Linked DNA regions of Zea mays: region 2 is linked to region 1. The links are chromatin contacts, called in public Hi-C maps. All regions are on one chromosome and are shown on one strand. The core of a region is the stretch at or near the end of the contact, and the rest is flanking DNA. Distances in the headings are between cores, read along the strand shown.

What was found. A called contact is a pair of places that touch in the nucleus more often than the background predicts.
Region 2: a Hi-C map of ear shows a contact between it and region 1, with 2.1 times the contacts expected there. The contact joins two enhancer-like sites. A contact is called at or near these places in 2 of 25 Hi-C or Micro-C datasets (ear and tassel).

Annotation. Positions count from the first base shown.
Region 1 is chr3:218,994,565-219,002,265 of Zm-B73-REFERENCE-NAM-5.0, forward strand. It overlaps LOC111591143 (a long non-coding RNA gene), which reads right to left. Exons shown (of 2, transcript XR_002750324.2): 1 at 7,464-7,701; 2 at 2,543-3,064. Among protein-coding and RNA genes, the nearest start is that of LOC111591143, 4.2 kb to the right of the region's middle. Within about 2 kb of position 5,132, at least 18 of the 20 cell types and tissues checked have an H3K27ac peak or open chromatin away from gene starts, as enhancers often do. A contact at or near this core is called in ear and tassel, where this site is marked.
Region 2 is chr3:219,186,986-219,194,507 of Zm-B73-REFERENCE-NAM-5.0, forward strand. No RefSeq gene overlaps it. Among protein-coding and RNA genes, the nearest start is that of LOC100277263, 4.5 kb to the right of the region's middle. Within about 2 kb of position 1,471, at least 20 of the 20 cell types and tissues checked have an H3K27ac peak or open chromatin away from gene starts, as enhancers often do. A contact at or near this core is called in ear and tassel, where this site is marked.

The DNA.
Region 1 (7,701 bases), core at 3,882-6,381:
CACGCCTCAAGATAATAAAAAAAGGAACCTCCTAGCTCTTGTACTAAAACGGGCATCTTACGAGGCGCGACGATGCTTCACTTCTAGTAAGTACTCCTACTCCACACGATGTAATGTTGCGACGCGGGACGAGCTGCGAAACCGACAGGTGAAACCGACGGAGGAGCGAGCGCCGATGGGCAGACCGTGGAGGCGTGGATTGTCATCAATCCACGCAAACGCAACACGCCCGGCCCGTCGCGCTCGTCGGGGTCCAGAAGCCAGACGGACGGTCCAACCAGACGCGCCCGCATGTCGCCGGAGCCGGAACACACACACTGCACCCCACCCAAGACCCGAACCGGCCGGCCGCACGGCATGGCGACAGGCCATGCATACGTACGAAGGAAGCAACTCGACGTCTGTACTCTGTACCCGTGGCCGGATTCATGCCGAGATCTGGACGTGAGTACTAGTTTCAGAAGATCCCGGCGGTCAAGTCACCGACCTGGACGTGACTTGGTACCTCGCTCGTGTTCATGTTCGTCAAAACCCACGCCCACACGGGCAGTAGGTGCACCGTGCACGTACTAGTACTACCGAATACTAGTATACCACCAACCACCGCTCAGCCCGCCCGCTCTCTCTGGCGCGACCAGATCGTCCCTGTCGGGATCCGCCCGCCGCTCGCGGTCTCTCCTCCAGTCCAGCGCATCCCGACGTGTCGGCCGGCTCACAGGTACCCATCCGCGTCCGATCCGCGCCAGCAGGCCGATCCCCAAGTCCCATCCTCTGACGCGGCCCGACCAGGTCTCCACCGACGGGATGGAGAAATCATCCAGTCCTCATATAGATAGGAGTACTAGTACGTGGTTTCCAATTAATGATCTTCTTAATAAATAATAATCGTAATATATGCAGTAGTAGCAGGCTAGCAGCACCACATTTCGTGATTTTGTTTACTCCGCCTGAACACGCCCGCGCGGATCCGGTCGATCGGGGCCTGCCTACCCGGCGACCTGGGGTCCAAGACGCAGCCGCACTATCGCTTTCCCCTCCGTCAACGACCCAACGGCCGGCCGACTCATCGCCAACGCGACGGTGCGTGCCGCTGCCGCCCTCGCTCTCCCGAACGGCCGAACGTGCCACGACCACGACCGACGCTGACGCTACGAGCGACGTCTGACGAAATGCCCGGCACGGGCGCGGACTCCCCCGACCCGCGGCAAGCCAACCTCGCCACGCAACCGCCGGTGGTTGGTACGCCCGCACGTCGGATGCTCGGACGAGGACGACATCCCCCCCTGCGCGCGTCGGCACCTGGTTGCCGTTTTTACGCTGGCGTGGCTAGGCAGATCAGTAACGGCAAAAATTGCTGCCGGGACTGTCTGACTGTCTCCTCATACCTGCTCCATTTCTATACTTCTAGTACAGTACTGAGTACCAGTGCATTTGTTATGGCTTTTCTTTGTTATTATGTAGAGATTCAATTCGAGAGACCATGCAGCTGTATATGATGACTATTATATACTCCATTTATCTTCCAATTAAATTTGTTTTAGATAATTAATAGGTTTATACAATACTTGATGTATGTGTTTTATATATGTATCTAGTTTCATCATCATTTATTTGAATATAGACATACAAATCAAAAGCTAAAGCGAATATTATGTTAGAATGGAGAGAGTGTATTTACTAATCAACTATATAGCTGAAGAGGATTTCGTGTCTCGCCATCGGTCCAAGCACGACATGCTAGGCTGGCATGATAAAAATAGCATGCTAAACATGTTAGGCTAGCTCGTGGCCCGTGGCACCTTGTCACCGTACCGCCAATTCTATGACCCTAATGCTACACTATGAAGGCACCAAGGAGCTCCATTGTAAGTTATTTCTATGGTGTCGCCACAGGGACCGAGCACTTGTAATATGTTTTTGAAGGGTGTGTTTAATCTGAATTTTGGTGGTGGCTTCTGCCTCTCTCCCTAAAAAAAGCAAAAGGCCAAATCAAAGGCCATGTTCTAGTTAGGAGTTTTTTTTTTCAAAGCCGGCTTCTTTGTAGTGTAGAAATGGAAGCACGTCTGGACCTATTTTCACTAGGGGTTAAAGAACTTTACAAATATTACCCACCTGCCATCGATAAGTGGAAAATATTGTTCCGTTCTTTCTCATCGCCCCAACTGATAGCCACGAGCCCACTTGTCCGCTACTTCCATAGCCACAATCAATTCAACCAATCGTCTTTCAGCTTTTTTTTACGGCTCACAATCTACAACATGTTTTTTATAACTCACAACCTATAAACGTTATTTAAGTAGAGCATATGAGGGAGTCCTCATAGTGGAGAGCAAAGTTTACTACATGTATATAAAAAAGGTAAATCATATTTTAAATCTGTTACTTTTTCTCCTTATTGTTTTCCCGTCGGGAGCTGTTTGTTACACGCACAGTTTCCCTACTACGCCGTAGCTCCTGTCGTTGGTTCATATATAGCTTATTTATCCGGAACAAAAGCATGACACTTGTTATAAGTTAGGCGGCCACACAAATACTTAAACTGTAGAGAAAAGAACAACCATACACTTGAGTGCACCTGTTAGAGTGTTAGGAAGTACTGATGTACTCCTGTTACGAAAAAAAGGATGTTCGTTCCAATTCGGTGTGAAATTAAAATTACATGCCTAAGCACGTTTTGCATTTGGACAACGACAGCTAGCACAACGAGATGAGCTCTCCAGCGAATAGTAGCACAGGATGCATGGCGCCCTAGTAGTACTGTCCTGCAGCCTACCGGCCAGTTGCGCGTGCATGGTGCATGCATGGACTTCTCCGTCGCCGTTCAACTCCGGACAGTTTGTATACCAAACCTTGTTGTACAGGCGTCACGAGGTGGTGGCGTGGCGTTATTCAAACTTGCGAGGCCAAATCGATACCAAACCTGCCGTCCACGCTCCACGTACGTGTGTTTCTAGAGACTAGAGAGTGTGCGGTGCGCGGTGTGTGCGTCAATTGCATTGGTCCATAGCACCTCGCTTTTTCAGCTCGCTCGCACAGTGAACGGCCCATGCATTAATCTGTAGGTCTGCACGATGAACATGCATGCGCGCAGTTAGTCTTTCTAGCTCACTAGCTAGCTGTAACACTACAGACGATGAACATGCAATAATGTGATTTTTTCGAATATTTTCTAAGGGAGTGTTTGGTTACTGAGGACTAATTTTTAGTCCTTTATTTCACTTTATTCCATAAATTACTAAATATGGAAACTAGTACTCTATTTTAGTTTCCGTATTTAATAATTTAGTAACTAAAGTGGAATAAAATAGAGGAACTAAAAATTAGTCACTAAAACCAAACAACCCTAAATATGCGATGGTGTGCTCAGTTTACCGGGAAAAAGGACAAGTTCCTTCCAAAAAAAGGACAAGTTAACTTAAACTATAATGAACTTGTTGGTCAGGTCTATATAATAGGCATATGCAGCATGCTTTGGGCTAGTAGACAGAGCGGCTAGACCGGCCGACGGCGGTGGCGTACTTTATTTGGGGCTTGCGCAGGAGTGACAATAACGATGCATTATATTCGGGACCCATACGCTGGGTAGTAGTATTTTTTTATGCGGCTAGTATTTTTCCACCTGTATTGTAATTCTGCCTCGAAGTTCTGGTCACTATTAAGAAAAGTAATGAAATTCACAGCATGCATGTTTTACATAAAGCAATAGTGTATTTCATTAAAGTAACATGTGTACATATCTAATGTAAACCATATGCATACACGCTAGGCTCCATATGCATGCTTTGCTAAACTCATCAAGACTGAATATGCGTGCATTTTATGCGTCACGTAGAACCCGCACAAGTGATTGCCAGTGGTTGAATCCCTAGATTTTACCTAGAAATCTTTCTACAGAGACCTAGCTAATTTTTTCCCTGACATTACGATACTCGGTGAAGGTCCTGATTGCTACCACTAAAATGTACGTAGAAGGTTATCTTTATATGTGCCCTGTCATTAAAATGAAAATCTTCCAATCTTTTGTTATCTATTAATAAGTACGTACAAGCGATTAATCACGTACTTGCAATTGTAGGCCAGAATTATGCTTTTCGTATTTGGCAGTTCAAGGATGTTTCGGTGACTTTGGGTACGAGCGAGGCCATCGACGTTTCTTTGCACGTGATCTGGTTATCCCAAGCTCTAATTTTCACAGGGAACATAATAAAAGTGAACTAGTTATCATGAAATAAGATCATCCACCAAGGATAGAGTAGAGTAACGGGCTGGATTCCACCGGCCTGGCGAGCACCGTTGCAAGGCGGTCCGGATCCGGAGGCGGACCACCAGGCACCAGCGGTGCGTATCGAGGACGGTCGGTGCACGCGTCGTCAGAGGCCCGGGAAACGCAGTGCCGCTGCCGCGCTGGCCCAGTCTGATTCTGGCGCGTCGGAGAAACCAACGACGATGCTAAAGGTTACCTTCCCCCTGGTCCCCACAGCACTCCAGCAACGTACCACCAGGCAGGCAGGCACTCAAAATAGTAGTGGTGACGGTGCACCGCGGAGTGCAGAGGTTGGGCGGCCGGCCTGTCGCCCCCAAACCCAGGCCATCATGGCTCTCGATAGTAGCATATCTGCCTTTCACAGTAGATCACCGCCCGTCCTCTGCGCTCGGCTGCACGGGCTGACGTCCCTTTTTTTTTTCTTCCCCCACCGCCACCGCCACCGGCCGCTCGGCCTGGCCCCGGTCGGGTTGCATTGCATACCAGGTGATCGAGCACTATCGTCTTAGGACGGACGAGAGGGCGAACAAGAATGATTATTATTTAGTTCTACCGCCTGAACGATTATTTAGGCAGCTTGTTTGCTAAGAGCTTTCTTGTGATACCGTGTCCAGAAGTTTATCCATATGGTTATTCAAAACACTGTTTTGTACAGAGTGGAGTTTGAATCTGGGAATAAAGATGAGTAAGATGATAGAGATCCCAAAATCCCAACCCGTTTAATCCTATCCAAAACACCGTATTTAAAAAATCTAGGCTGAGCCCAATAATCAAACAGCCCAGTACCACACTTGATGGTTGGCCCACCTTGCAGCCCAATCTACCCTTTCACCTTTGCGTGTTGCGTGCCTACCCCACGTGACGAGGCCCACGCCCGCACCACTGAGACTGCATGGTCGTATTGTTGCTTGGACGGCGGCTAGGAACACACCATATATGGTGCGGTGCATTTATGTTTGTATCATGTTTTTATATCTGTTTCCGTATATCTGTATCCTGGTTTTATATCTGTTTTTGACTTGTTTTAAACCCAATCTCACGAATAAAAAATTATAAAAAAAACCAAAAAACCCAACTTCAACGGCCCGCCCAGCTGAAAGCCTGAACTGTGCCGTCAGACCGACGGTTCAAGGTTTGCCATTTTCCGCCCCACCGACCGGCGAGCGAACTGCAGAGGGCAGGCAGGCCCACGCGCGGCGCTTGCACGAGCGGGGGACGGACGGACGGACTCCGCGGCGTGCGCTGTCCCGTCCCGTCCCGACATCGAACACGCAGCGCTGATTCGGACGGCGAGAGCCGTACTAGCTTACCAAACGCCGGGAAACCCGCGGCCGGCCCACCACCGCATCCAACGCCATGCGAGTAGTGGCCCGGCGAAGGGCCGAGATATTTAGCTACGTCTGCAGCGATAGATTATTGTGCAGTGGTGGGCTCTCGTCGATGACCGATCTCCTCTGCACAAAAACCTAGGTAAAAAAGAAGAGATGCGTATCGATCCGGGTCATCCGGCGATATCATATCATCGTCGCACTCACTATACATGCCCTTGGCTAGTGGCTACTGGCTTGTTGTCGGCCTGGCCTTCGGTAATGGTCCGTACGCGGTTGCCGGATTGGTGTATGCATGCATACATACAGCATACTACATGGTTTGGGTACGTGCGCTGCTTCAACGAGAGGAGACACTCCACGTTGGTCTGACAATCAGCTAGCGTGACTTGGATATATATGGCACTGCACGTACGTACTGCCGCCGATCAGCTACGTGTCCGCATATAATACGTGCCAGTACTCTCTCCTCCCATTCTATGCATATGCATGTCAGCAATGGGAGATGCATAGCATATGGTCTTGAGACCTTTCAAGAAAAAAAAAGGACGGTGCGTTGCCTTGCCTGTTGCCATGTGTAGTGTGTACCGTCACAGGGTATAGTAGTCGCTCTACTGCAGGTGTAGGTATGCCCCCTCCTAATCGACGCGCGATGCATGGGGTGGAAGTGGACAGTGATGGTGTTTGGTTCAACGATAAACGAAAACGTAAAGCAAACGGATTACGGGTTTGTTTGGGTAATTTCAGATTGGATCGGAGTGAATAATTGAGGTTGTATTAATTAATTCGATACTTGTTGTTTGGTTGTCATCCACCAATTACAGTCTATTCTACTAGTGTGTTTGGTTTGTGGAGTCACTTTATACTTTATAAGATGATGCATCATAAGTTCATTCCATCAATTTTGGTAAAATCAACTCACTCCTCATCTATATACTAATTATTAGCTTATGAGGAATGAGGTGGTGATGGATCAACTCATTCTATTCCACAAACCAAATAAAAAAATGAGGAGTAAGAAGAAGATGGATCACTCTATCCCTCAAACCAAACACACTATACGTTCCTGGCCTTCCCCAAGCGCTACTCGTGATGTCGCCGCCGCCGAGCGCTTCTTCTTCCTTGCATAACGTCGTCGTTGACACCGATACTCTGTACCGGTGACGGATGACAATGGTTCCTATTTAGGGTAACACACATATCTTTCCCAGCTAAGGCTTCGTTTGGTTTGAGCGACTAAAAATTAGTCTCTTTATTTTAGTCTCATTTAGTTTCTAAATTATCAAACGTTAAGACTAAACTGTTTTAGTATCTAGTCCCTCAAAGGATAACTAAAAGAAACTAAACCATATTAATTTCACTTTTTTGGCTCTCGTTTATTTCAGTTGCACTAATTGTGGGAAAATGCTAAGGTGTATTTTGATCTCCTTATGATTAATTTAACGTGCTCTGAATATTTTTATTCTCTATAGCCAAATATGTTAGAGACTAAACTTTAGTCCACTAGCTACACTTTAGTCCCTGGACTAAACAGGCCCTAAATACTAGCATATATAGGACATTTTGAAAGAGGGAATGCCGTCTATGTATGTTGTACGGTATATATAGCATGTTTGGATGTTGGCATGTCCAGTGGCGGATCTAGAAATGAGTTAAAGAGGGGGCTGACTTCCAGTGACGAGTGGTAGAGGCAATACAAGCTTCTTTTTTCTCCATTTTAGGCAACTAAAAAGAATAATAATTAACCAAAAACACTTCATGTTAGACATGAGCGCATGTCATATTTGTTTCCCATAAATTATTGCTGCATAATCGAAGCCATGCCCATTCACAGTATCATAAGAATTGAGAATGCATGAGTATCATGATACCTTTGGATAGATGCCATGTTTGTTCTCAGGGCAGTTCTTACTCAAATGCCCTTGCTGATTGCAGATAAATTAAAGCAGCTTGCAAAATTTGTACCCCTGCACGTAGAAACCACATAAGCAATGATAACACGTCTAGCAGGCAGTTAGCACCCATGTATCATGAACTGAGCACCCGTATATCAAGAACAAGAACTGAAGGAACTGAGCACCCGTGTATCAAGAACAAGAACTGAAGGTA
Region 2 (7,522 bases), core at 221-2,720, 190 kb after region 1:
CTGGAGAGACCATTTTCCACCTCTTACCCTCCAACCCCTTCTCTAACTGTGCATTCAATAATATGACGATGTAGCATTAGGGGTATGAGTGTCTTTTTATTTTAATGTGCTAAACTTTATCAGGGTGGTCCAAACACCTAAAGGAGGTAAACTTTAACATTTCAATTGATATGGCTAAAGTTTAGCAAGAAGCCAAAGTTTATCTCGTGGGATTGGGAACAGGCCCTTACTCTTTCTTTTATTTTTTCCTTTCGCCGTCGGTTGATTCCTTTTCAGCGCGATTTGGCAGGTATTGTGCCGCCGCTACCGTCGATGCGACAGGAACAATCACAGTATTTTTTTTTTTCTCGTGCCAGACGAGGCCTTTCGTTTGCTTACTGGCTTCTTGCACTAACGAGCGGAGCGTGGGCGTGGCAGCAGCTCGTCCCATCCCAGTCCCCGGCCCATGCATTCGAGGGTGTCGGTGCGCCGCACTGTGCGGCTGCCGACACCGCGTACGATTTTGTACAGGGCTTGCATGTCAGCTGGTTATCACGATGCAAGGCATTACCGATCCATCATGGAATCTTTTACGATTTGTACACGTCAATCCAAGTGGGTGTCTAGGCGTCTAGCTATCAGTGAGTGTCAACAACGGTTTAAGGGAAGGGTAGGGAGTACTAGAGCTAGCCACAGCATCAAGGCTAATCTTTACGAGAAATTGGCAAAAGTTAACCCGTAACCTGCCTTTTAACTTGGCTTTAGGAGTAGTAGTGTTCTACTGTTGTAGCACTGGGCAGATCCTGATCTCGTGACACTAGCCCTTCCACGTGCGGCAACAGTTCAAACGCCAGCGGCTCGCATGTGGTGGCCAACGACGACGCGGTACCAGCTCGGAAATTTACGCCACTGCCGGACGGAGCGGAGCTGCAACCACCCCACCCCACAGTACTCACTGGCGTCAGTGAGCACTGCGTTTTCACTTGTGTTCAAAATCAAAACTGTACGAACGTATTTATTACACCTCTACTGCAGCTACTAGTACTTACGTATATGCTACGTGCAAAAAATCCCTGCCCCATGTGCCGCGTGCAAACATCCCCACGTGTCATTGATGACGTCTACGCATAGAATAGCGGGCTCTCTACTAGGCCGTGACACGCCTACACAGCCCTGCAGCGTCGACCCGTCCGTCCAGAGAGTTGCTGACAACAAGCCTGCACTCTCGGTCCGGCTCGTCGATCGCGCGGGCCTGCTGGCAGTGGCGCCGTGGCGGTGCAACCGCGCAAGCGGCAATTTGCTCCCGTTCGTGCCTGCCTTTTTCTACTAAAATAGTGCTATTGCAGTATTGCTGCTTGGATCGGCCGAAATGGGTGGTGCTCCATGGCAACGGCTCCGGTGTGAGGAGATCTCCCTTGCCCAAGCCGCTTCTCAGCCATGTGCCGCGCCCGCGCGCGCTACGGACGGGGACATGAACCTGCCTGCCCCTGCCGCTTTGTCGCGATTACCACATCGTCGCAATCGCCATCGCCGTGGAGCCCGCGCGCCCATGGTGATAGCGCGGTGCCGGATCCACGTTTGTTTGGGTCCATCGTGGTCGCACGGGAGGCCCGCGCCCATGTGCGGCGGCCAGGGGGGCGCTCCTGCTATTGGGGATTTTATGTTAGACAAACGTAGTCATCGGTATTTTAAAGCTGATTGCTTTTTTTTTTCGTATGCGTTTTTAGGATCATCTTTACCTTGAAAATGGTAATAAGAGAGAGAGAGAAATGAAAAAGGCAAACAATAAACTCAAGCACGAAGGTATGTTTGAACTTTGATCGTCACCTGCACTCTACGTCCGAACGATTCATCAACGAATACTCGATACGAAGCCTCAGTACTTGCGGATCTGAGCTTTATCAGGAAAAAGGTCACATCTTTGTAAAGTCGAGCGAAGCCACCGGATAGTCTTCGCCAGAAGCCAAGCCTAATCATCAACACTGATCCAAGAGCAGCTAGAGACGGTAATAATTAACCAAATTGCTCTATATTTTTTGATGAAGGGGCGAAGCCCCCTATTTCATTAAAAAAATAGGCAAGTTTGGAACAACCGCCATCGTGCGGCAAAGCAACCCAAAAGATCGAACACGGCCAACACCCTATCTAGACTCTAACCACTACCACACTGGATCAGTGAAGAGCCTACGATAGCAACAAAAAGTTTTGGCCTACGATGAACTACATAAGACTTTCTTATTTACAACCCCAACAGGACAGGCAAAATCCACATAGGAACTGAACAGACTAGCCAACAAAAGACAGACACTATCAACATCGACTTCCAAGATCCAGCTCCAGATCACCCAGAAATACGCCTGTCGAGAGGGCACCACCCCAAGGCCCTACCGAAAACTTCACTTGCCGTCTTTCGGATAAGCTTGCTTCCTAGCACCACCATTCTTTGCTCCTCTTTCTCACGAATAGCCCACGAGTCCAGCCAGAAGCAACAAAGAAAAATAATGTTAGAAGGATCCAGTAAATGACTTTTTCCAAAACACCAATCATTTCTTGTGCGCCAAATAGCCCAGAATAAAGCACCACAACCAAACAACACTAAATGAGCCATTTTGTCTTTTGGTTTACCTAACCAATTGTCATACATATTTTTTATACTTGTCGGAATCAACCTTAAGTTCAAAGGAATCAACCTTAAGTTCAAGGCAACTTGAATTACTCTCCACATATATTTAGCAATGGGGCACTGAAAGAACAGGTGATCAATAGATTCATCCACCCCACAGAAACAACAATTCCAATCACCAATCCAGCCCCTTTTCTTCAGGTTGTCCTTAGTAAGAATTTTATTTCTTACCACTAACCAGAAGAAAACCTTGATTTTATGAGGCAATTTAGATTTCCACAAAACTTATATGGAATCAAAATTTGATCCTCCATTTTCTTTTTGTACATAGAATGAACAGAGAAACCTTTCTTCCCCAAGGTCCACACAATCTTATCCTCTTGATCAGATAGAATTAACTGATTACAACAATTAATCAAATCATCGAATAACAACCTCAAATTACCCACAATCCTTCTTCTGAAAGTGAGAGACTCAAAATTCGAAGTGAAAACCTCATTAACAGAAACATCTTTATCATAAGCCAAGTCAAAAAGAACAGGAAATTGGTAAGACAGAGGTTGATTACCTATCCAATTACTTTTCCAAAAACTAGTCTTCAAGCCATTCCCAACTACAGTTTTACAGTATTTGTAAAAATTGTCTCGTAAACTCAGGATTTTTTTTCCAGAAATGAGAATCGCTTTGTTTTTGTTTAACTAAAATAAGAGGTTTTCCCTTAATGTATTTACTGGTAATAATTTTTTGCCATAAGCCTTTCGAATTTTCAATATTCCAAATCCATTTAGAAAGTAAAGAGTCATTCATAAACTCCAGATTCAAGACCCCCAAGCCACCCTGATTTTTGGGAGAGCACACTGACTCCCAATTAGCTAAATGAAATTTCTTGGACTGACGACCCCCCTGCCACAAAAGCCTCCTCCTAAGCATATCAATTTTTTTGATAACAGTTTTAGGGGCAGGATAAATCGAGAGCATATATAAAGGAACATTAGAAAGGCAACTATTAAGAAGAGTAAGTCTACCACCAAGACTCAGGAATCTACCCTGCCACCCAGCTAGTCTTTTTTTCCAGCTTCTCAATCATGGGGATCCAAAGATTGTTGTTAATCTTTTTCTTATCAATTGGCACCCCTAAGTATTTCATAGGAAGATTTCTGAAAGTAGCCTAGAGGGGGGTGAATAGGCTACACCTGAAAATTTTCACTAAAAACTTCGAAATAGGTTAAATTAAAGTTGCACAGGTGCAAACCGGTTCAGTCGATTTTAATCACAACTGAACAAGTTTGAACCCACTCAACTTAAATTTAATAATCTATTGAACAAATGCGAAGTAGTAAAGAAAATAGTTAAAGATTTGCCCTACACAAGAACTACTTAAATGAATAATATGAATCAACCACCGAATATGAAGTGCTTAACAAGAACACACAAGAACACGCGATATAACCCGAGGTTCGGCAACCACCACAAAGGTGTCCTACTCCTCGTTGAGGAACCCACAAAGGGCCGGGTCTTTTCCAACCCTAATCCTCCACAAACCGACCACAAAGGTCAAGGCAATCTCTTCTCAAATCTGCTCAAGGAGCGGGTGATACAAACTTCTTGGGGTCGTCCACAAATTTGGAGACTCCCAAGCAACCTCTAACCGTCAAGGAACACGAGGTTCCAAGAGTAACAAATCCGCACACGGTTAAGTTTGCAACGAGCTCAAGAACAAAAGAATGGGAGATTCGAGATGAAATTGACAGCGAGTTCGATCGAGTTCACCTCACACCAAGGGTCCTTCAAATGATTGAAGGAGATGCGATTGCGGGTGTGAGAGGTGAAGTGAATGCTCTTGTTTGAGGGTTGGTCAGCCAAAGATTCGTGGGAGAGGCAGAAGTAAATGAGAGAGAGAGTGTGAAGGGGTATATAAAGGACCCCCCCAAAAGCTGGCAGCCGTTGGGAGAAAGTGGGTAAAAACCGGTTGAACCGGTTTTCAAACCGGTTGAACCGGTTTCTACCAGGGGGATCCCGGTCCACTGGTCTACTCAGCCGGACACTGGACCGTCGCCAGGGGACCGGGTCTGGCAGAACACCCGCAGGTACTTTTGGGCGTGCCTCTAGGCCCCTAGCCAACCCCTAACGAACGGGGCACGGACGTCCACTCGGATTACCCGCTTGCAGCTCATCGGAGACACCATGTTCGACGCCCATCGAGGGCAACATGGCGCTTTCCCCCCTCCTCCTTGCGGAAAGGCGACGCAGGGGCGTATGTAAAAAAGCCGAGTCTACCCCTGACCGCCCTCTCGCTCTGTGCAGAGGCTCGGGGGCTGCTCTCGCAAACCCGGCTCCGGCCGAACCGTTGACAGCGTCAACATACCAGCCCGAGAACTTGGGACCCGACCGTACACCTGGGCTACGGCCAGCTCGCATGAGGGAATGATCAGACCAGCCGAAGCACTACGTGAGGCATTAAGACCTCGAAGGAGTGAAACCACTCCTCCGAGGCCTCGGGGGCTACACCCGGCGGGTGCGCTCGCGCGCACCCACCGGAACAAAACCCAACCGAGAAAAGCTGGTCCCCCTACAGAAAAGTGCGACGAAAGCCTCCAAGCGAGTGCAAACACTCCCTTCGAGGCTCGGGGGCTACTGTCGGGGACCATAATTAGGGGTACCCTCAAGGCTCCTAATTCTCAGCTGGTAACCCCCATCAGCACAAAAGCTGCAAAGGCCTGATGGGTGCGATTAAGTCAGGGATCAGTCCATTCGAGGGACACGATCACGCCTCGCCCGAGCCTAGCCTCGGACAAGGGCAGCCGACCCTGGAGGATTTCCGTCTCGCCCGAGGCCCCCCTTCAGCGGCGAACATATTCCCGGCTCGCCCGAGGCCCTGCCTTCGCTAAGAAGCAACCCTGACCAAATCGCCGCACCGACCGACCAAGTCGCAGGAGCATTTAATGCAAAGGTGGCCTGACACCCTTATCCTGACGCGCGCCCCCCAGCCGGCAGAGCCGAAGTGACCGCCGTCACTTCGCCGCTCCACTGACCGGCCCGACAGAAGGGCAGCGCCGCCTGCGCCACTCCGACTGCAGTGCCACTTGACATAGTAAGACTGACAGGCAGTCAGGCCCTGCCGAAGGCACCATAGGAAACTCCGCTCCGCCCGACCCAGGGCTCGGACTCGGGCTAAGTCCCGGAAGACGGCGAACTCCGCCCGACCCATGGCTCGGACTCGGGCTAAGTCCCGGAAGACGGCGAACTCCGCCCGACCCAGGGCTCGGACTCGGGCTAAGTCCCGGAAGACGGCGAACTCCGCCCGACCCAGGGCTCGGACTCGGGCTAAGTCCCGGAAGACGGCGAACTCCGCCCGACCCAGGGCTCGGACTCGGGCTAAGTCCCGGAAGACGGCGAACTCCGCCCGACCCAGGGCTCGGACTCGGGCTAAGTCCCGGAAGACGGCGATCTCCGCCTTGCCCAGGGCTCGGACTTGGGCTCGGCCCCAGAAGACGACGATCTCCGCCTCGCCCGACCTAGGGCTCGGACTTGGGCTCGGCCCCAGAAGACGACGATCTCCGCCTCGCCCGACCTAGGGCTCGGACTTGGGCTCGGCCCCAGAAGACGACGAACTCCACTTCGCCCGACCCCAGGGCTCGGACTCCGCCCCAGCACCAGCCGGCAATCTCCGCCTCGCCCGACCCGGGGGCTCGGACTCGACCTCGGCCTCGAAGGAGCTTCCGCATCGCCCAACCTAGGGCGCAGACCAGCCACGTCAACAGGAGGCGCCATTATCACCCTACCCCGAGCTGACTCGGGCCGTAGGGAATAAGACCGGCGTCCCATCTGGCTCGCTCCGCCAGATAGGCAATGATGGCGCCCCGCATGCTCTGTGACGACGGTGGCTCTCAGCCCCCTTACGGAAGCAAGAGGACGTCAGCAAGGACTCAACCGCTCCGACAGCTGTCCCTCCGCCAAGCTCCATCGCTCCTCCGACGGCCACGACATCACACCAGCTGGGTGTCAAGATCTCTCTGGCTGCCACAATGGCATGTACCTAGGGCGCTAGCTCACCTCCGCTAGACACGTAGCACCCTGCTACACCCCCATTGTACACCTAAATCCTCTCCTTACGCCTATAAAAGGGAGGACCAGAGCCCTCTTAGAGATGGTTGGCCGCGTGGGGACGAGGACGAGAACAGGCGCTCGTTTGGGGCCGCTCGCTCCCTCTCCCGCGTGGACGCTTGTAACCCCCTACTGCAAGCGCACCCGACCTGGGCGCGGGACGAACACGAAGGCCGCGGGATTCCCACCTCTCTCACGCCGGTCTCCGGTCGCCTCGCTCTCCCCCCTTCGCGCTCGCCCTCGCGCTCGACCCATCTGGGCTGGGGCACGCGGCGACATTCACTCGTCGGCTAGGGACCCCCGGTCTCGGAACGCCGACAAGACGAAACATCTATAAATGCTCCTTGAAATGTATTATTCATGGATATAAAAAAATGCATCCAATTGAGCTGATAATCGTACTTTATCCGTGTGGATTGATTCGGTCCCCAAGAGTTACCAATCGATCCACCGCCGTGCGCTGTGTACTGCTGCCGTTCACCCCCGGAGATAATTTCCTCGGCGCCTTCACGCGCCCGGACGCTGCTCGCTCGTGGTCCCATTCCCATCCCGCGGACCGGTCCCAGGCAACAGCTGTTGCGGCTATTCACTCCACGTAGGCCTGTCTCTCTTTGTGCCGTTCTGCTAAACAATCTTTGGCAGGGAGCAATGAGTCGGGCACGCAAGGAGGAGAGCCAACACGCCCTGCTTTTTTTTTTTTTGCTTTCTTCTCTGACGACGCCACGCCGCGTTCCTTTCGTGTCGCGTCGCTGCTCTTCCGGACGAATGGTTGCGCCCAATCCACGCGGTTCCTGCCGTTACGCACGCACGCACGTA